Regions from separate parts of the Mus musculus genome. Here all the other regions are linked to region 1. The links are chromatin contacts, called in public Hi-C, HiChIP or PLAC-seq and promoter capture Hi-C maps. All regions are on one chromosome and are shown on one strand. The core of a region is the stretch at or near the end of the contact, and the rest is flanking DNA. Distances in the headings are between cores, read along the strand shown. Region 1 holds the start of Fars2 (phenylalanine-tRNA synthetase 2 (mitochondrial)). Region 2 holds the start of Prpf4b (pre-mRNA processing factor 4B). Region 3 holds the start of Psmg4 (proteasome (prosome, macropain) assembly chaperone 4). Region 4 overlaps Ly86 (lymphocyte antigen 86). Region 5 overlaps Ly86 (lymphocyte antigen 86). Region 6 overlaps Rreb1 (ras responsive element binding protein 1). Region 7 has its middle 21 kb from the start of Gm40913.

Region 1 (2,700 bases), core at 78-2,577:
TAGGCCAAGCAAGGAAAGAAATGGGGCAGAGTTAAAAATGTAAGTTTTAGTGCATTTAAGTGAGGTGCACGCATAGTAACTCATTAACATACATTTTATAACTTAAAATAAATTTAAGTTTTAAATGTTTTTGAAGAATTGATGCTCCTGTCCTCTTGTTATAGGTCCTAGACTCTAGGATCTAGCAGTAAGATTTCAGTTTGGCGAGGCTGGATAAACTAAGAATTCAGTTTTTAAAGGCTTAGCAACTCATTTTACCTTTAACATGAATATGTAGCCCCTCTCCACCATCCTTTAGTAAGAACGTATCTGATACTTGGAACCAACGTCACGAATTAAAACACTAGTGAAATGAAAGGGGGCCCTAGAGCAAGCCTTCAGTTTTGTGTCCACGTGGTCTAGACTGCCTGCTTCCACTCTTGTAATCTCAAGGCAAGATATAGGTATGCCCTAAGTTTCCTTGTCCTAGCTTCTCACTGGTAGCTTCGCGTTCATCACTTTGTACCGCAGAAACAGGACACTGTTTAATGGTCCTAAAGCCCCTATGTGGGTGTCAGTTCAGGGAAGGTATCCCAGCATTTGAAGGGCAAGTCCTTGGCTCCTCCCCTCCAGGGCTCTGAGGGTCACACCTGGGGGTGGACAGTTGCACGTGCGCGTCATGGGAGTGGAGCCTGTCACTTTCACAGGTTGTGGCCGCCTGATCCGCGACCCCCGCAGACAGAGCTGGGCACCCGATTCCCGGCCCTCCCCCCGGGTCACCTGTAATTGTAGGCGCTGAAATGCTTGCTCTCTCTCATCATCGCCCGGTACAGATCTAAAACTTGTGCGCGGCTGGAGGCTGCCATGTTGAAAATAAACAAAAACAAACAAACCAAAAAACACCCTAACAACAAAACCAAACAGGTCCTTCTTCGTAGAAGCCCCAAGTTTAACTGAACCCAAATGTCAAACGATGCAAAAAAAAAAAAAAAAAAAAAAAAGCACGCTGGAAGGCAGGAGAAGAGAGGCTCCGCCTGGCTCGCGCGCGGCCTGGCTCGCGTCCTGCGCGAGAGGTGGCGCCGCAGGCAGGGCGGCGGGCAGCTAAGGGGTGGCGCCCGTGTCCTGGAGGCTCCGCGTTCCTCACAGGCTCCTCGGGCGGCAGGAGGCCGAGCCGTCCAGCCCCAGGCTCGCTCCTCGGGAGGACAGTCGCGGGCTCGAACACCAGGGCTCAAAGCCTCCTCCGCCTTTCGAACCGCCCGGGGGCGTGGCCGAGATCCCGGTGTCTCCTGACACCACGCCCCCTACACCTGCCTAGGCCCCGTTGCCTGGGTTACGAGCCGCGCTCCCCAGCCCTGCCCCTGCCCGGCTCGGCTGTCTTTGGCGCTGCCTGACCTGCTGTGCACGAAAACGAGGGTGACTTTGCTTTGGATCCGTCTGGTTGGCAGCCTGAGTTTATCAGTGTCATCGTGACTGGGGGACGCAGCGCCAGTGGTGCGGAGGTAACTAGCTGGCGACTTCCTGGCGCACCGGCTTGTCTTTGGGCGAGCGGCTCAAGGGACCTAGGGCCCTGGCCTCTTCCCGTCAAGATGGCGGCGCCCAGCGCGCCCAGCGTCTCGGTAGCCAGAGGTTAAGCTCAGTGACGGCGGAGTGAGTGTGTGGCCGCTTTGCGGACTTCGAAACGCCCGCGTTTGGTTTCCCCGGCGTACGCTGGGTGAGTGCTGGCCTTGCTGCAGAGTAGAGGTGTCAGGTCGCCGACTGTTATGCACTTTGCATTCGGCTGTGACTTCCATTTCCGGGATCTTCACTAAGGGGCTACACTATTTTTTGTTTGTTTACTATTTTTTCTTTCTTTTCTTTTCTGTTTTTTTTTTTTTTTCTTTCCTGTTTTTGAGACGGGGTCTCGTTTTGTAGTCCAGACTGCCCTTGAGCTCCTGGTCACAGATTTCCCGGTGCTGGGATTAAAAGTGTGGGATGCACTACTGTTTTTGTTAAGAGCACGGTTTTGTAGTGCGTAAACATAAATAAACAAACAAGCACATAAATAAATTAGATGTCATGATTAATAAGGGAACCCTTAGGACTTTAGGGGATTTCCTAGACATCATTTCAGACCCAAGGCAAAAAGAGGGTTTTTCTCAGCTTTTAGCTATCACGGACCAGCTTACTAAAGTACTTAAGTTTTTGGGTTGTTCCTTGATCTTAGGACTGTGCGAAGAGAAGCTTCGAATAATTCTGGTTCTTGTGTTTGGAACTCACTCGTTAGTTTTGGAATATTGTTTTATATTAAGATGGTGCAACAAGCCACTACCTGCAAATTCTCTGTCCCTAAATACAGCAAAGAGTCATTTTAACGATAAGACGGAAGTCAATTTACCATGCCTTATCATTTGTTTTGGTGTATCAAGCTTTCATTCTCTATTCGAAACAATCTGTGTTTTTCTGGATCACATGTTTGCAACTTGTTGTCCTTGAATCTAAGTATACCTACTCGTCTTGATGTAGTGGCAATCAAAGGTATTGACGATACAGTGCTTTTATAAAAACACTCTTAAGCCCCTGTTTGATTTTTGTCTTAGTCAAAATAGATTTTTAAATTTCAAATTTAATTTTTAAATAAATGGAACAGAACTTGCCTTTTGTTCCCTTTCTGTTTGTTTGATCAGGTCACTGACTCAAGTTTAATGGGATCCATTAATATTTTGAGTTTTACTTGCAACTTTC
Region 2 (2,700 bases), core at 100-2,599, 1.2 Mb before region 1:
CTTTTTGCATTGTCTGCCGGCGCCGTGGTCTCCACGGTGTCACCGAACAAGGCGGACCTCTACTTGAGGGATCTTGGGGTACGCTCAGACGCAATCTTGGCAAGCCGCTGTGCTGACGTTGCCGCAGAGGAGAGGTCGGGGCTGAGATCGGGAGGCGGAGACCAGCTGAGCTGGAGCAGGGAACTGGGAGGGCCTCCCCATAGCTGCCCGCCGCAGTTCTAACGCCACAACCACCGCCCGCAGCTTTGAACACGCCCACGCTTTCTTCTGGCCACCAGCACGCATGCGTCTCTCCGGCTGGCCAAAAGACTTCCGGGAAGCTGGTTCCGCTGTGCAGAGCTCACTTCCGTCCTGATCCGCGGAAACTGCGGCTATGGGTCGGGCGGTTCCTTTACCAGGGCCCCGAAGAGGAAAAAAAAAAAAAAAAAAAAAAAAACCCAAGGAATTGTAATTGTCTGGTCTGTCACTTTGTAAACGTTTCCTGCACGAGTAAGCTAATGTTTCAATATCTGCTAACAGTAACAGCTTGGGATGCCTTTAGGCATCGATTTCGCTCTCCAATTCGTAATAGCGTGGAAATGAACTTGGGTGAAAAAGAAAATCTTCCATGGAAAAGTTTTCCAGCACCAGCTCCTTTAGAAGTGCTTTATTTATTTTATTTTTTATTTATTTATTTTTTGGTTTTTCGAGACAGGGTTTCTCTGTGTAGCCCTGGCTGTCCTGGAACTCACTCTGTAGACCAGGCTGGCCTCGAACTCAGATCCGCCTGCCTCTACCTCCCGAGTGCTGGGATTAAAGGCGTGCGCCACCACTGCCCGACAAGAGCATTTTTATTACATTTATTTTGTGTGTCCGGGCTTAGAAGTGCTTTATTTTACTCTGTGAAGAATGGTGTCTGTAAATCGGAAATCGGTCTTATTTCAGTATCACCATTATCTCCAACGTATTCCTCCCAGAAACAGAAAACTTAATTCCCATATAAAGCATACCATAAAGAACAGAAGGTCAAAAGGGGACCTGGCAGATATTCTGGCTGTTTAAATTAGGCCAGGTCTACGAGCTCTCCGCTAGCCAATCAGCAACAAGGAGAGACACAGCAGGTTTCACCCACTACTGGATCACATGGAGAATCAGCTCTCAGCAATGCACCCGACCCCTTTCTTTGCTGCTGTCTCCAGCAGGTCCCTACACTTACACACTTACACACTCACACTTACACACATAACCAGCGCTCTAAGTGAATCAGGCCTTCTTCTCCCCACGGCCCGCCCCCTAGCCCCGGAAGTTACGTTCCGCGCCCCGCCCCCGGACGCCGAGTTTTTCTATCCGGATTCTTAGCGCGGACTCCCGAGTGCCGCTTTTCTCTACGTGCTCCGCACATGCGCGGCTGCCTGTCCCTTCTTCCTCCGCTTCCACTGGCGTCCACGGTTCGCCGAGCCGCCGCCAGCATCGCGGAGGAGTCGGGAAGTTCAAGATGGCCGCCACGGAGCCCCCGTCCCTGCGGGAGCAAGCTGAGTAAGTGCACCGCGCGGGTGTGTCGGAGCTGGGCCTCCAGGCCGGCAATGCGGGGGACGGCGGCGGCGGCGACCTGCGCGACGGGCGGGAAAGTTCAGGCCTAACGGCGACAGCCAAACTTTGCCTTGCCGCGCGCCGTGGGTGGTGCGGCGGGAGGCGTGGGAGCGGCCTGGGCTTTGCTGCCGGTGGGGCCGCGGCTGTTGAGGTGCCGGCAGCGCGGCCTGCTGTCCGTCGTTGCCCCGGGAGGCGGCGGCACGAGCGGCCTCTACAGGTCCAGTTAGCGTGGTGGCTGCTGCTGCCCTGAGGTCGCGCCTTCCTGCACCTCCCTGGGGGACCGTGGAGCTCTCCGATCTCAACCCTCGGTGATCTCCTTCCCTAAAGAGACCCGAGGAATAGTGGCGGCCGGCAGGCTAAGCCCCGCTTTCCTAACGCATATGCTATCCTTGCGATCCTGCTGATGGTAAAAGCAGAGACGGGGGTGCTAGGGTCACACTTTTGACTGTCCCGGAAATTGTGCTAGCGAAGTCCTTTGCCCTTTACTCTTCCTTCCAACCACAACCCGGTATTTCTCTGTCCATTGGTAGCTTATTTCTAACTTTCAAACTTGAGGCAAAGTAAGGTAGACTACCTGGGTTTTGAGGCCTGGCAGTTTTTTGCCCTAGTTTGTTTTTGCCTTTAGGAAGGGACATGGGAGAAGTATTAGGAATCGTTGCTACTTCTAAATCATTCTAATCTGTGTTTTTAATTAAGCGACTATAGAAGTATTTGAAGCCAAGAGAACACATCCTTGAATAAGCAAAAGGACTAGCTGTTGCTTAAAGAAGAGCAGTGTTTTGTTTCCCACGTTTATGCGAGGAAAGCTTAACTTTAAAGAGAATACCACTGAAGACTGGGTGGCAACAGCAACCCCCCCCACCCCCCACCCCCCAGTTACATCTGCATTATCTATGTTTTCAGCCTGTTTAGGAAAGTGTTTGATACCGTTTCCAGCAACTTGTGACAGATAGCTTGGTTTCTTTGCTGAGAATCTAGTTTGGGGTTCCCCTGTCATTTACTTTACTCAGCTTGACAGAGAATTTGTTTTTATTAAGTATGCTTGAAAGTTGCATTGTGGTTGTGACAATTGGGCTTAGCAGAGAACAGATAGGATTTTAAGATAGCTTATTGTCCAAGTTCATGGTGTGG
Region 3 (2,700 bases), core at 168-2,667, 2.0 Mb before region 1:
CCCCCAAATCTGGATGCCTCCTGATGAGATCCTCCTGTACCAAATGATGTAAAGCTTGCCCCCCAACTTATTCCTGATTGGCCAATAAAGATGCCTACAGACAAGGCTAGGCAGAACAGAGTGGGTGGAAAAATGGATTCTGGGCTTGGGGTCTGAGATAAGGATGAGGTGGAAGAGAGAGGAAGAAGGAAGGAGGTCACCATGGTGTTGGTAGATCATGGGCACATGGTCAAGAGGACCAGCCTGATGGAGTAGGAATGGCCCAGGCTGAACATGGCCAGTGACATCTCTGGGATCACCATAAGAAAATAGGTAATATAGCATAGAGGGCTGATATCTGCCTAGCTCTAGTGCTTTTAAGCTTATTATAAATCTAAATGTTTCTGTATCTTTTATCTGGTAATGATATGGTCTGAAGTGGGGTAGAAACCCCCAATAGATATTTAAAGGTAACAAGGGGGTGTAGTAACCCCCTCCCCCCAACCCCCAACAATATTAACCACAAAGGCTGGGCTTGTTGCTTTTATAGTAATACCTCAGGAGCTCTATCACAGGAATATTTCCTTTTCCTCAGTGACTTGGGTCTTCCAGACAGGGCCTATCCCCTGATCTCCCATGATATTCCATAATCTATCTCCCTTGGGGACTAAGACATCTCACAGTGGATCCTCGGAGGGTCCCAAACCATACTCAAATCACATCACATTTTAAATCTCAATTTGATCCACTAAGAGTTACAGGAAATTTAAGCAGACTCTTTGCAGTTCCTAGAGTCTCCAAGTCTACTGTAAAAAGCTTGACAAACCGGGCAAGTTTTTACGCCTCTCAACCCACCAAGGGACTCATTCCAAACACTTTAGTGTCCCAGTAATTAAAATTAAAGGGTCCCAGGGCAGATATATCACCACCCTCCACAGGGCTTCCCTCTCTCACATTCTTTCTCAAATCTTAAAGGCTCCCTACTCATATTTCCATTTTGTACTCGAGGAAAGAGAGACAGAGAAGTTAAAGGGTTAGATCAAGACCCGAGCTTTACATGATAGCAGCTCAGGGTGTGCCTGCCTGTCTCTGAAGACCCTGTCCTCCCGCCATGGTCTATGCAGTTCTTTTTTACAGCTTTCTCCCAGGATCATTGCTGTTAAATTATGTTAGCTAGGTTAGAGACTTGCAGAGGTGGGCCTGGGAGGTGGTGGCTGCTAAAGCGCTCAAATTGTGTCCGTGTCTGGGCAAAGGAAGATGCTGAGAGTGGTTTCAGTCCACTAACATGCGCTCCTGGGAAGAAGGAAAAAGGACAGAGGTAGTTCAGTGGGTTCCTAGAGATCGCTGGCAGACTCCTAGGCGAGGCTGAAGGTACCAGGCTAGAGCAGGCGGAGGCCCTGTTCTAGGCCCCGCCCACTCATGCTCGCCCCACCCCACCTCGGCGCGCGCATCTGAAAGTGAAAGAGCGTTCCGCTTTTCGGAGCTCGCTCTCTCTGGTCTGGGAGCCCGCGCCTGCCCGGTCTCGGTGCTGTGGCCCGGTGGCTGGCGGGATGGAGGAGTCTCGGGCCGCTGCGGACGCGGACGTGTCGCTTCACAACTTCAGTGCAAGGCTGTGGGAGCAGCTGGTCCACTTTCATGTCATGCGGCTGACGGATTCGCTCTTCCTGTGGGTGGGAGCAACGCCGCATCTACGCAACCTCGCAGTGGCCATGTGCAGCCGCTACGTGAGTGTGGGCGGGGCCAGGAACTTGATGGCGATCTGGGGGCGGGGCCTAGCCGTAGTTGGGGGTGGGGTTGGGGGGACCGGTGGACCTCAAGGTGAAGGATCTGGGGTAGAGGGTGGGGACCGCTAAGAAGGGTTTGGGAGGAGAGAGACCAGTGGGAGTGAGGCTGGTCGCATGCGGCCCTGAGAGACATTCTTGAGGAGCTTCAGTGTGCCCTGGGGTCCTATTCTGAACACCTCAGGCTGGAGTCTCCTAGGGCTGCTTCTTGACTTGCGGGAACCCCGGAGTCAACCCACACGTGGACCACCTTAAAGGGAACTCATCCCAGCCCCTGAGCTCTGAGCTCACCAGAACATCGGCTCTCCTTGCACCAGCTTCCTGACATGTGCGCGTGCTACGTTTTACATTTTACATTGGGTTTAGACAACTTTTGTATTGAACTTGGAGCTTAGATTTGAGTGTCTGATAGGTACTTGACCAACAAACTCAAACCTTCCCCTTCTGTGACCTTTCATCTCTGTATGGGCAACTCTACCTATTCTGAGTGCTCTCTGGCTGTCTTTGGCCTTTCTTTCTCTCACAGGTCACGTGCCCAGAGCCTCTCCATCTCCAGGATAGGGGGTTGAATCCAAAGCTTTGCATGTGCTATGCAAATGCTCCACCACTGAGTTAAACTGCCTGTCCTCATCTCTTCCTTGAACACACCACTCATATTGGATGAAGGACTTACCTTACCCTCGGATGAGCTCACTTTGTGTGGGGGGCACATGCATATATATGCACCCAAATTTAGGAACATGCATGCACGTATGCATGCATACCATACACACTACATATAAGCAAAAAGATAAAACAATAAGATAGATCAGGGATTGCCATTCCTCTGCTAAAGACCCTTTGAGATGAATTCAGAGTATGATACTGAGTTTCTAGTGATCCCCACAGGGCCTGTTGCTTCTTAGTGTTCTTCCCTGCCCAGTTATTCCAGTAGTACTGG
Region 4 (2,700 bases), core at 16-2,515, 1.3 Mb after region 1:
AAAAGGTAATATTTTAAATTACTGAGTTAAACAACATATTTTGCTAATCTTACTTTTTTCCTTCTCATTTTTTAAATATGGCCACCTGAAAAGCTTAAGTGGCCCATGTGACTCATGTATTTCTGTCAATGTTGACCCAGAATTTCATTGTCCAGCAAAATAATCACAAGACATACATGGTCATTCAAAACTGTTTTTTAAAGTAAATTAAAACCTGCACTGGCCACAGTATAAGCTCTTATGGCCACAGGGGGTTGGTGGCAGTCATATTTGATGGGATCTTTGCAAAATGTCCTACCAGGCAAATCTGACCTACTGCTTCATACTGTTTTGTATTGCTTGTAATTGTCTATCCTGAACTCGTTGGTATAGCTTGCATTAGAAATCTCACTCCCTGGCCCAGTTCAAACCCTAATATTTTCTCTTGGGCTCAAATCCTAGAATATGTTTGTGTCATGGTGCTAAAGTGCCCCTTTGGGGAAGCTACCACTCATGGCCCCATCTCAGGCTGACTACCTGGGTCCTCCTCCCTTTAATCCAAGACCTCTGTAATGTCTTCCTACTGCTGCTGTAACAAGTTGTCGTGGAATGTGCAGTTCATAGCACTGGTTTGTTCTCTTGGAGTCTGAATGCCACGAATCTAAATCCCAAGTATCTGGAGAGCTGTATGCCTTTGGAAGCTTAGGGAAGTCGCTCTCTTACCCAGTTAGTCTCTGGCTGTTGTGTTCCTTGGCTCCTCTCCATGCTCTGCCTCCATCTATACATGACCTCTCCTCTTTCCCCTCAGATCCTTCTTCCCTCTCATTTTCTAGTCCATCTAGGTAACCCAGGGCCACCTCCCCATTCCAAAATCCTAATTAGAGATTACATCTGCAAAGTCCCTTTTGACACGTGAGATGGCATAATATTCACAGGATCTCTGGGGACCAGGATGTAGCCATCTGTGAGTGACCATTGCTGCCTATGCAACTATTACTGAGAAAAGAACAGGTTTTGGGTTTTGTTTTGTTTTGTTTTTCTGATTTCTGCTGGCCATGTCAAGAGTCCAAGTAGCTACATATAATCCAAAGGAGCCTCGAGCTCCTTGTGTTTTTGATTAAAATGACCTTGTGAAAACCAAACCGCCATGAACTCCCTAGACCATACGCTTGCCCACATGCCCAGAGCAAGATATGAGTTTTTCTGTTCGGAGGTCAGATCATTGCTTCATATCAAAGCTTCGTCTCACTGGGACATGACTGTCACTGTTTCTCAACTTTATAACCACCCCTATTTGGCATAGCCTTTACCCAGAAGAGAACCAGTGCGGCCAGAAGTCAACGACTCATGTGTTGAAACCATTCCTACTTCAAAACCGGCTTGCTGTTGAAAATGAAAAGACTGGCAATGACCACATTGCTAAACCACTGGAGAGGCATGAGGGGAAGGCTGTGATTAATCCAACCCAGGAGAAGTCTTATTTGATAATTTTGTAATGATTCGTTGCAATCTCACAGGGGATGGTTCTGAGCTGTCAGTAACATTAGATTTCCCTAGTCAATGAAATCCCACAAGGGGGTCAGAAGTCTGGCTGCATGCGGAGGGGAAGATTTCAAAGTAGAACTCGCTGAGCCAAAATGAAAATAATTCATCTAGAGGAAAAGTAACCACGGTGGCTGGACAGCTATGGACTCTAAAGTAGGGCTGTGGTTTTCACAAAGAAGACCATAAGTATTCCCAGGGCACCTTACCCTACAAACAGCCAGCGGGTATTAGCTGGGGTGTAATTGAGCTGATAGCATGCACATCTAGCATACACAAGGCCCTAGGTTAGATCCTTAGCACAACATAAATCAGGTGTGGTAGCACAGACCTGAAACCCCAGCACATGGGAGGTGGACACAAAAGGATCAGAAGTTCAAAGCCATCCTTAGCCACAAAGTGAGGTCAAGAAAACCTCTCTCAAAAACAATTAAAATTAAAAATAATTCCCCTCTCTCCCTCTCTCTCCCTCCCCCTCTCTCTCTCTCCCTCTCTCCCTCCCTCCCTCTCTCCCTCTCTCTCTGCCACCATCTCCTCCCAAAGTATGAGGCTCTGAGAACTCACAAGCACAATTCAAGGCCTAAAAATTCTTTTTCCTGGTTTTTGCCTTAAAACTCCAGATCATTCCAACATAATCTGTAGACAAGGTATCCTGTCATCAGGAGGAGGTCCAAATTAATCAACAGCTGAGTCTCCTGAACCAGCACCAGCTCACCCGTGGTGTGTGGGCTGGGTAGGCTTTTTATCTACTTTACACAAGTTAGATGAATCTGAGAGAAGGGAACCTCAATTGAGAAAATGCCTCTATAAGATCTGCCTGTAAGCAAGCCTGTGGGGTATTTTCTTGACTAATGATTGATGTGGACAGACCCAGTCTGCTGTGGGCAATGCTACTCATAGGCAGGTGGTCCTGGGTCATATAAGAAAGCAGACTGAGCAAGCTATAGGAAACAATCCAGTAAGCAGCACTATTCTATGGCCTTCCATTAGTTCCTGCTTCTAGGTTCCTGGTCTGCTTGGGTTCTTGTCCTGACTCCCTTAGGATGGATTGTTACCTAGAAGTATAAAATGAAACAAACCCTCTCCTCCCCAAGTTGTTTTGAGTCGTAGTGTTTCATCATAGCAATTGGAACCTAAGACAAGGAATATAGGGCACTGACATGGTAAATTTTCTAGTTC
Region 5 (2,700 bases), core at 34-2,533, 1.3 Mb after region 1:
GAGTTGAGAGTTCTGCATCTTGATCCAAAGGTAGAAAGGAGGAGACTGGCTTCCAGGCAACTAAGATGAGGGTCTTAAAGCCCATGCCCACAGTGACACACTTCCTCCAACAAAGCCGCACCTACTCCAAGGCCACACCTCCATAGTGCCACTCCCTGGGCCAAGCTTATTCAAACCACCACCAAGTATGATGACCAGGAAGACAACCACCATTATGCTAGGAACCTGAATCCTTTGCTTTTCTTTTCTTGAAAAGAGGACAGCTGATAATCCACTGTCTTCGGTGTGTCCGGACATAGTGAAAATGATGCCATGTGGCTCCTTCAGCAATAAGTAGTAACAGACACTGTATTTAGAGAAGAGAACAAAACAAAACCAAAAGTGACTACAACCCAGCCCTTACCTGTATCACAAGTATTGGGTGTTTCTCCTGGAACTATTGCAGTGTCTTTGAGTTTCTGGCCACAGATCTCAAAACATTTCACCCTGTATTTCCAGCACCAGTCTAGACTCTTGACCTCTCAGTCAGCCAGGGTCTTTCCACGACCTGCTTGCTTCCTTCCCACACTTCTCACTATCTGGACAGTGCTCCATCCAGAAGTTTCTGTACCGTCAGCCTCATCACTGGGAAGCAAGAAACATGTACATGGGCAGAGACTATTGTTCATCAACACCTGAGATCCATTTGAAGTCAGGAAATTAAAGCTTTTATATCAATGGCTACTCTTATTTTATTATCCAGACTTGATCTACGTCTCTACGGCCACAGATGATATGATAACCTTATTTGGAGGGTTGTTTTAAATGAATGAATAACATTATCTGTGATCTATATATTTTTCAGAACAGATATACTATGCCGGCCCTGTCAATAACCCTGGACTTGATGTTCCACAGGTAAGGTTTCTTGTTTTGTGTTGTTGTGTATTATTGTGTTGAAGAGTTGATTTTAAACTCTTGGAGGAGAAAAAAAAAGAGAAAGAGGAGAAGGAAAAGGAAAAGGAGAAGGGGGAAGAAGAGGAGGAGGCAAAGAAGAAGAGAACTAGACTTACATAATTGAAAGTGTCGGCACATGCCACAGTTAGGAGGCATGCTAACAAATGCTAACATAGTTAGGAGGCATGCTAACACACTGACTTTGATGCTTCATGATCCTTTCAGTTGAACCAGAACAAAACCTACTGGAGTTGAAATTCTGGCATCTTGTCCACAGGATCAGGGTTGTGTGGGGGAACTCCATATGGCTAGTGTTGTGTGGGGTGTGTAGGAGGCAACTAGCTTCTGGCAATCTAGAGAAAGGAGAGTTTACAAAATCCCAAAGGTTTCAATGTCCCACTGGTTACCATGCCACACTATGACTGCCAAGCTGGGATGTGGGTCTGCTTCTGTTTACTGTACAATGTATAAAGAACAGGGATGGGGAGATAGCTCAGCTGGGAAAGGGCAAACCTAAGGATCTGAGTTTGATCTCCAGAGCCCATGTTAGGAAATCCAGATGAGACAGTATAGGCTTATAATCCAAGTGCTGGAGAAGCAGAAGCAGGCAGGCTCCTGGGACCTGCGGGCCAGCCAGCCTAGGGGGTTTCAGCTCAGTGAGAGATGCTGACTCAGAAAAAAAAAAGGAAAAAGTTAGATGACACACGAGGAGTGACACCCACGATTGTCCTTGGCCTCCACAGGCATGTGCACACACAATTATATGTGTTCCACGTGCACATGCATCTGCACACACAAACATGACCACATGACACATGTGGCCAAAGAATAAAGGCATAAACCCAGCCCATCCCTCCAGAGTCTGGGATATCCAGGGTAAAAAGGGGGCACATCTAGGGTCTCCTTGCTGGTGAGGACTTTGCAACATCCTAAGTCAGCACATTAGGGGACACAAATCAGGACATTCAAGGATAAAGGAGTCAAATTTTTTTATAACGCACCCACTCCCAAGAAAACCCATTACTCCTTAATCTATTAGTCCATAAATGAATGAATCCACTCACAAGGGCAGATCTCTTTTAAAGATCCCACATCTTCTGATCTCACGCTGGGGATTGCGTCAACAGACTTTATAGCAGGGACAGTCAAGCCAAAGCATTGTGGCCCATCCTGAGCATCCACGAGCAAGACTCAAAGCCAAGACGAGGATTTCCTGGAACATCATAAAAATGTCATTGCTCACACATCCTGCTTTCAGCTTCATCTTTTCAGGCCTCTGAAACATGAAGGAAAGACACTGTCTCCTGCATAAGGTGTCTCCTCTGCTCAGTTTCAGTTCTAAGTTTCTTTCCCTCCTGTCCCACCCTGTGAGCTCCGAAATCACAGAGTCCTGAACAGACCCAGTTTGGTTTCCACAGGAATCCTTCTCACACCTGGAATCTCTCTCCCTCCCTCTCCAGAAGTCTCCAATGATCTTCTCCTGCCTTTCTGTGAAAGGCACAACTTCTTCCAGGAAGGGAAACTCAATCTCTCCCTGGAGGAACTCTCCCAGGGAGCTTTTTCTTCACATCGTTGCTACTTGAATGTTTTTCCCCTCCTCGTTTTTCTCCTGATACCCCACTAGAGACTGATGTAATAATTGCTATCAATTGGATTTCATTTTGCCTTGCTGGCTTTTTACAATCAGCTACCCTTCCCAATCCCTATACAATGAAGGCACAGTCAGGGGAGGGAGGGCTCTTAAAGTCATAGAAGCTCTTTGAA
Region 6 (2,700 bases), core at 44-2,543, 1.8 Mb after region 1:
GACAGAAAGAGGGCTTCTCCTGCCAACGCATCATCACCGTGTTTGTAGTGCTGGCCTAGGGTTTGGGCTGGCCTTGCTCGTGCCTCTGTGGAGCAGAGTACATAGCCTGATGCACACTTGCCTGTGTTGGTCACTCCCTTAGCCCATACAAAGGAAGAATGAAAACCTGGGAACCATGAATCTTGTTGCTTGCCACACTAGAGGGAGGCTCACTCTGACTTCTCAATATGGGCCTTGAAGGTTGCCTCCCATTGGGAGACTTGAGCCTGCTCCCCCCCTCCCCCGCCCTCCCCCCTCCCCCCTACACACACGCCCAGGTCCATCTCCTCACCCTCTCAGTTCTACCTGCCAGGCTATCCAGTAGTGCTTTTTCTCTGGTTCATTTAGGTATTGCTTGCTGTGCCTTAGAAATGTTGTGGTGTTAACAGTTTTTATTGTCTTGCTTCAAACACATGTATCTTGGTTTCATTGTTAACTTATTTTTAGTCTCTTGATGACAACTCCTTCCATTACATGAAGGCTAAGGGAAAATGATTATTTTAGTCATTGTCTCTCAGTTTCTGTTTCTTTTTGTTAAGTATGTTTCTCTTATTTTCTTAAAAGGAAAGGGTGGAGGGTTGAACAAATGCCAGCAATCCCAGAAGAGTAAATCAAAAGCAACTTTTCTTTTTCATTGCAGTAGAAAGCCAGATAAATGCGTATTTTTTTTTCCTGCTTCAGGTCAGAAACCCTTCCCTTGTCAAAAATGCGATGCCTTCTTTTCTACCAAATCTAACTGTGAGCGGCACCAGTTGCGCAAACACGGAGTTACCACCTGCTCCCTGAGAAGAAACGGGCTTATTCCCCCAAAAGAGAGTGATGTTGGATCCCATGATAGCACAGGTAGAAACTCTAGGTGATGGAGAACCAGAGAGAGGAGGGTGCTCCCCAGAACTCGGTTAAGGCTGTGTAAGCTGGGGCGGAGCACTGAGCAGCTACAGCTCAGGGGGCCTAGCCCCTGCCGAGACTGTGTGAGCTGGGGAAACAGTGTCAGTGCCCCAGGGGACTTTGCAGCTGCCAGGGGGGGATCCAGCACCTTCCTTCCTAAAATTGCCATTGCTCTGATCCTGGAAGATAGGATGAGCCGGATATTGTGCGCTTTCGGCTCCTGACTTAAACCCCTGAAGGAAACACGAAGCTCTGAAGTCTGGGGGACCCAGATCCTGCAGCTTTCGTGAGCAGCCCTTGCCCAGTGGACTCAGTACTGCAAGAACTGTGGCCCTCCAAGCTTTTAGTTGGGAGGCGGGTTGAGGCGGGGCAAGGCGGGGCTTTTCTTCTCAATAACTCCTCCCTGTATAAATCTGTCCTTGTTTGAGACAGCACTGTGCATGTCCTTCTTAATCACAACTCTGCTTGACCTGTCCGGGTATTATGCTCCTGTGCTGATGTGTGCCTCCTCCCTCGGCCCTTACAGAGTAATTAACGCTGCTCCGTTCCTTTTCTGCCCGCTGCCCCCATCACCTTCTGTATTTACTCAAGTCCTCTATTTAATACACTTCCATGGTCTAACTGCTAGAGTTTGCTAGCCCTACCAAAACACACCGTACAAAAAAGTAAGCTGCCTCAGGCCACTTGGTAGCAGTAGCAGGGAGGGCATTGCACACACAGGCTTCAGGCTCCGTGGGTGTTGAAAGTTAGCGTTTGCCCATTTCTGGGATCCAAGCCAGCCTCTAATGTGTTCATCTAGGGTTGCAGTTGTCTCTCGTGACTTCTCAAACTTTGGTGGGATGGAGTGCTGTGTAGTTTGGAGAGTGGCACCCTGAACCTAGGAGTCAGTGTGGATAGAGTGACAGTCATTGATTCCAACCCCTGACCCCCTTGTCCTGACCTCAGTGTTGACACATCACAGTGGACTGGCTATCTGGGAGAGCTGACCCCAGTGGGTAAGACACCTTTACCCTTCCCACCACACTGCTTATTCAGACCAGTGAGAGCAATGGAATGCCTTGGGCTTGCTGGGTCCTTCTGCCCAGGTTAGACCCTCTTGTTCGGGCAAGAATGCCACAGCTGGTTTGCTAACCACACTGCACCCCCAACCCCCAACTTCTATTTCCACACAATTCCCTAGGATCTGGGAGTGAGGACAGGTAGCCTGCAATGGTTGAGTCCCTGTGAGCTAAGCCTGATCCGCTTCCCAAGCGGCTGGAAGCCCAAGGCACTGCAGCAGCTGTCTTTGCCACAGACCATCCTGATAATGTTTAACCATCATTGCCACAGTACCCATTAGACTGGAACATTTTCTTACAGCCTGCTTTACAGAAAGGTCCTGTGATTCTCCCCAAACCAGTTCAAAAGGGAAGGCAGCTGACAGGGGGGGGGGTGCTTTGGGGTGGGAACCCATGTCCTCAGAAGAGTCTCAGGCACTGTACCCTGCTCATCCAGGAGGCTGTTCACAGGAACTCTGCTGACGCCAGAGCTCGGTCAGAATTTATGGTTTGAGCTTAGCTTTGGCACAAGTGTTAGCCTGTGGGCGTATTTATTTTTTAAGTTTACAATTACAGGTTTTCTTTTTCCAAGGCCCTGCCCCAGAAGTTATATAGATTTTCTTAAAGGCACAAAGCCTCTTAGAAAAGAACTATCAAAGAGAGAAGTGTTTGGTTTAATTGTAGATACAGCCCATGGTGAGAGAGAGAGAGGACAGGCTGAGGTGGGAGAAAAAAA
Region 7 (2,700 bases), core at 148-2,647, 1.2 Mb after region 1:
TGTCTCTCCCTGAGCCCCGGTCTCACTCACAGCCCCACTAGCCCGGCCCTTGGCCCACATTAGACTCTTTCATCTCCATTTTGTGAGTTTATCCCCGCAGATCCCTGCAAACTCCTGGAGGTCAGAGCTGAGCACCTCTGTGTTCCTTTTTCCAGGCAGGTTGTCTACACATGCTATTAAACTAGACAGGCGCTCTTCCTCATCCCTCCTTTCCCACTCGCCCAATGCTCAGAAATCAAACAAAGCCAGAGGGACCAGGACACGCCCTGGAGGAGCAGGAGGGGACCTGGGACCAGCTTCTCCTGTCTATCAGTAATTAGAGCGGTGGGGGAGGGGCTGCCCTTGGCACAGACAGGTCCTTAAAGGCTGCTGCCCCAGAAACTGCCTTCAGATCGACAGCCAAGGGAATCGCGATGAAAAATTCATCAGCTTCTTACTTTCCGCGGCCCAGCTGCGCCTAGCAGATGACCTCGGCGGGGACAAGCCCGCTGTGAGACACCGTCTGGTCGCTTCGAGGGGGCCAGCCCAGGCCTGCCGGGGAGCACTGCACCGCTGGGCTTTGTGCGTGCGCCATGAGCACGCGCCTATGAGGCCTAGAAGTACCACCGAGGTTTGACTGCTGGGGACCAGAGACAGTCATCGGACCTTTTGGTGCAAGCTACTGGGAGCCAGAGTGTCACTCTCTAGCAGGCGCCTGCGGTCCATCTTGCCCATCATACACTGTCCTACACAAGGCGCGACCTACTAGTGGAAGCAATACCAATTGGGTGGGCACCTGGGATCGTGGAAGCCCTGTAAGCTATAAAACTTCTAACCCTGGAGACTGGTCATCCTAACTAGACCTTACTTTCATGCCACCACCTCCCACCTTTGCTGGCCCCAAGCTGCCTCCTGAAGTTCTGGATGGGGTAGGTTCTCTTGAGCTGGGGTGGCCTGGGAGGATGACAGAGATCCAGTTGGGGAAATGCTACTGAGTTGCAGGTTTCTGGAGGCCTCTCCAGCCCCTGCCATCTGGGCACTGCACAGACAGACGCTGCGTGGGTCCCTAGAGCTTGCCACCTCCGCGCCACACTGCCAGCCATGCCGCTGCGGCTGCAGAAAAGCCTCACGTCCGAGATTGCTGGACCGTGGGTGGGGGTAGGGAGCGCAAAGCGAGACTAGGCGCGGGAGGCGGGGGAGCGGGGGGCCACTCCTGGACTCTGAATTTTAAAGTTGTTTTCTTGCAATCACACTTTAATATGCACCGATGTCTGGTCTGCGGACCACGCAATGTAGTGAGATGCCATGTTGGCCTCTTTGGAATCCGCAGTAGGTTTTTTTGTGCTGTTCTGCTGGGGAATCAAATGTGGTGATTAGGGAAGTTTTATATTCAGGTCAGGCTTTCCCAGGACTAGAGAATGTACTACAACTTAGGCCAACATCGCCATCTGGTGGTATCATCGAGGGACTCGAGCAGGTGTGGGGAGACCAGAGGAATGATGTCATGGTCTGCAATTTTTTTCTTGAGGGGCGGGATGCTGGCTGGCTGCGGATCTAGTATTGCCTGATGCATTGTTTCTCGGATTTGGGGTTTTGCTGTTATTCACAGGTGAATCACCAAGTAAGCAAGGGTCCTTCCTAAAACTAATACCTTACATTTCACCCCATTGCAGAATTGAATTTAAACCTAAAAGACCCAATGGCTTTGACAGTCTTGAAGCAGGACTCCTTATGTGATCTTTCCTGGGTCCGTCTAAGTTGTTCACTTGACAGCCCCTCCCCGAGGTGTTTCTCCCTCCGGAATTCAACTGCAGAATCATCTGTGTGTTCAGAGCCCGCTTGCATTCTTCTGAGTTTCCATTCCTTCAAGACTAAGGAACAGGCTTCACACTGCCTATAAGCATAGGGTCCCATCTTCAGAGGCATCTCCCTGGCTCCCTTAGTCACTCCTCTGTTCTTTGCTTTACCAGATCTGGATAGAAAAGCCAGCTCCCTTGCTCCTCTGTACTTCTGTCCTCAGCATCCCTCAACACTTTGCCCCTCACCTTAGCTCTAGCCAACAACTGACAGCAAGCACCATTCTGCCTTGCCCCTCGTCCCACCCAAGGCTAAGAAGAAAGGGTGGCCTGAGGTCGCTGAGTGGGCTGGCTGCACATTGAAGGTTCAGGTGAGACCGCAGTGCCGCTTGATGGTGAGCCGGCGTTGATTCCTGCACTGCAGATCTTCTCAGTTTCTTCTCCTCTTTAGCTTTGTGTCTGTACAATACTTGGCTAGTTCAGAAGCAGATCCTCCCACTTTCCAGACACTCTTGCTCCTCAATGTTGCCTCTTCTACCTTAAAGTAGTTGTGTCACTGCCTGGCCTTTTATTCTCTCTTACTTCGGAGGAGGAAAAACAAGAAAACAAAAACACAAAACAAAACAAAACAAAAAAAACCTTTCATCTTTTGCAAACCCTGTGTATCTGCTTTTACCTGCAACACAAACTACTGCCTGCAAGTAAACAGGGGTGGGGAAGAAGAAGCCCCTAAGAAAATGTACAGAAAGAATGGCTACTAGCATTCTCAGAAGAATGGATAAAAATACTGAATGCATTTTATATATGTGTGTGTGTACAAGAATAAATATATATATGACTATATATGTGAATACATATTGTATACACAAGAAAGGGAATAGTAAGAAGACAGAAAGGGGATTTTTAAAAGTTTTAAATGCTAGTA

Evidence for each region. Promoter capture Hi-C pulls out the DNA fragments that hold promoters and counts their contacts. Hi-C and Micro-C count contacts between places; a contact is called where the count stands out from the background. HiChIP or PLAC-seq counts read pairs in DNA pulled down with a chosen protein or histone mark. Capture Hi-C pulls out chosen DNA fragments and counts their contacts.
Region 2: a promoter capture Hi-C map of liver shows a contact between it and region 1, with 4 times the contacts expected there. The contact joins the promoter of Prpf4b here to the promoter of Fars2 in region 1. A contact is called at or near these places in 3 of 39 promoter capture datasets (embryonic stem cells, liver and pre-B cells), 5 of 484 Hi-C or Micro-C datasets (CD4 T cells, CD8 T cells, neutrophils and 1 more) and 2 of 9 other capture datasets (adipose tissue and liver).
Region 3: a Hi-C map of CD8 T cells shows a contact between it and region 1, with 7 times the contacts expected there. The contact joins the promoter of Psmg4 here to the promoter of Fars2 in region 1. A contact is called at or near these places in 1 of 39 promoter capture datasets (pre-B cells), 2 of 484 Hi-C or Micro-C datasets (B cells and CD8 T cells) and 1 of 9 other capture datasets (liver).
Region 4: a promoter capture Hi-C map of 3T3-L1-derived adipocytes shows a contact between it and region 1, with 5 times the contacts expected there. The contact joins the enhancer-like site here to the promoter of Fars2 in region 1. A contact is called at or near these places in 5 of 39 promoter capture datasets (3T3-L1-derived adipocytes, the C10 cell line, cranial neural crest and 1 more) and 4 of 115 datasets of contacts at active chromatin or transcription factors (astrocytes, embryonic stem cells, large pre-B cells and 1 more).
Region 5: a contact with region 1 is called in a promoter capture Hi-C map of hippocampal neurons, with 3 times the contacts expected there. The contact joins the enhancer-like site here to the promoter of Fars2 in region 1. A contact is called at or near these places in 6 of 39 promoter capture datasets (the 3T3-L1 cell line, the C10 cell line, hippocampal neurons and 2 more) and 5 of 115 datasets of contacts at active chromatin or transcription factors (astrocytes, embryonic stem cells, epiblast stem cells and 2 more).
Region 6: a contact with region 1 is called in a promoter capture Hi-C map of liver, with 2.3 times the contacts expected there. The contact joins the enhancer-like site here to the promoter of Fars2 in region 1. A contact is called at or near these places in 5 of 39 promoter capture datasets (the 3T3-L1 cell line, 3T3-L1-derived adipocytes, liver and 1 more) and 3 of 115 datasets of contacts at active chromatin or transcription factors (embryonic stem cells, kidney and pro-B cells).
Region 7: an H3K4me3 HiChIP or PLAC-seq map of embryonic forebrain shows a contact between it and region 1, with 6 times the contacts expected there. The contact joins the enhancer-like site here to the promoter of Fars2 in region 1. A contact is called at or near these places in 16 of 39 promoter capture datasets (the 3T3-L1 cell line, 3T3-L1-derived adipocytes, the C10 cell line and 10 more), 1 of 15 datasets of contacts at CTCF or cohesin (stem cell-derived epiblast-like cells), 13 of 484 Hi-C or Micro-C datasets (the 3T3-L1 cell line, the C2C12 cell line, Sertoli cells and 9 more), 31 of 115 datasets of contacts at active chromatin or transcription factors (DN3 thymocytes, the NIH/3T3 cell line, the SCID.adh cell line and 24 more) and 2 of 9 other capture datasets (liver and macrophages).

Annotation. Positions count from the first base shown.
Region 1 is chr13:36,116,316-36,119,015 of GRCm38.p6, forward strand. It overlaps Fars2 (phenylalanine-tRNA synthetase 2 (mitochondrial)), which reads left to right and starts at 1,328. Exons shown (of 7, transcript NM_024274.3): 1 at 1,328-1,690. Lyrm4 (LYR motif containing 4) reads right to left here and starts at 1,042. Exons shown (of 3, transcript NM_201358.2): 1 at 760-1,042. The coding sequence starts at 845.
Region 2 is chr13:34,874,180-34,876,879 of GRCm38.p6, forward strand. Prpf4b (pre-mRNA processing factor 4B) reads left to right here and starts at 1,350. Exons shown (of 15, transcript NM_013830.3): 1 at 1,350-1,515. The coding sequence starts at 1,475. It overlaps Gm36839 (a long non-coding RNA gene), which reads right to left and starts at 1,061. Exons shown (of 2, transcript XR_382181.1): 1 at 990-1,061; 2 at 1-389.
Region 3 is chr13:34,161,547-34,164,246 of GRCm38.p6, forward strand. It overlaps Psmg4 (proteasome (prosome, macropain) assembly chaperone 4), which reads left to right and starts at 1,418. Exons shown (of 3, transcript NM_001101430.2): 1 at 1,418-1,703. The coding sequence starts at 1,530.
Region 4 is chr13:37,398,251-37,400,950 of GRCm38.p6, forward strand. The region is part of intron 3 of Ly86 (lymphocyte antigen 86); the gene reads left to right. Among named protein-coding and RNA genes, the nearest start is that of Gm4035, 36 kb to the right of the region's middle. Within about 2 kb of position 1,266, at least 21 of the 459 cell types and tissues checked have an H3K27ac peak or open chromatin away from gene starts, as enhancers often do. A contact at or near this core is called in 3T3-L1-derived adipocytes, where this site is marked.
Region 5 is chr13:37,414,653-37,417,352 of GRCm38.p6, forward strand. It overlaps Ly86 (lymphocyte antigen 86), which reads left to right. Exons shown (of 5, transcript NM_010745.2): 4 at 845-897. Among named protein-coding and RNA genes, the nearest start is that of Gm4035, 19 kb to the right of the region's middle. Within about 2 kb of position 1,284, at least 8 of the 459 cell types and tissues checked have an H3K27ac peak or open chromatin away from gene starts, as enhancers often do. A contact at or near this core is called in hippocampal neurons, where this site is marked.
Region 6 is chr13:37,940,823-37,943,522 of GRCm38.p6, forward strand. Rreb1 (ras responsive element binding protein 1) reads left to right here. Exons shown (of 12, transcript NM_001177869.1): 10 at 721-882. Among named protein-coding and RNA genes, the nearest start is that of Gm52041, 24 kb to the right of the region's middle. Within about 2 kb of position 1,294, at least 34 of the 459 cell types and tissues checked have an H3K27ac peak or open chromatin away from gene starts, as enhancers often do. A contact at or near this core is called in 3T3-L1-derived adipocytes, kidney and liver, where this site is marked.
Region 7 is chr13:37,311,319-37,314,018 of GRCm38.p6, forward strand. No RefSeq gene overlaps it. Among named protein-coding and RNA genes, the nearest start is that of Gm40913, 21 kb to the right of the region's middle. RefSeq lists an enhancer at 1-2,492. Within about 2 kb of position 1,398, at least 95 of the 459 cell types and tissues checked have an H3K27ac peak or open chromatin away from gene starts, as enhancers often do. A contact at or near this core is called in the SCID.adh cell line, SST interneurons, bone marrow-derived macrophages and 11 more, where this site is marked.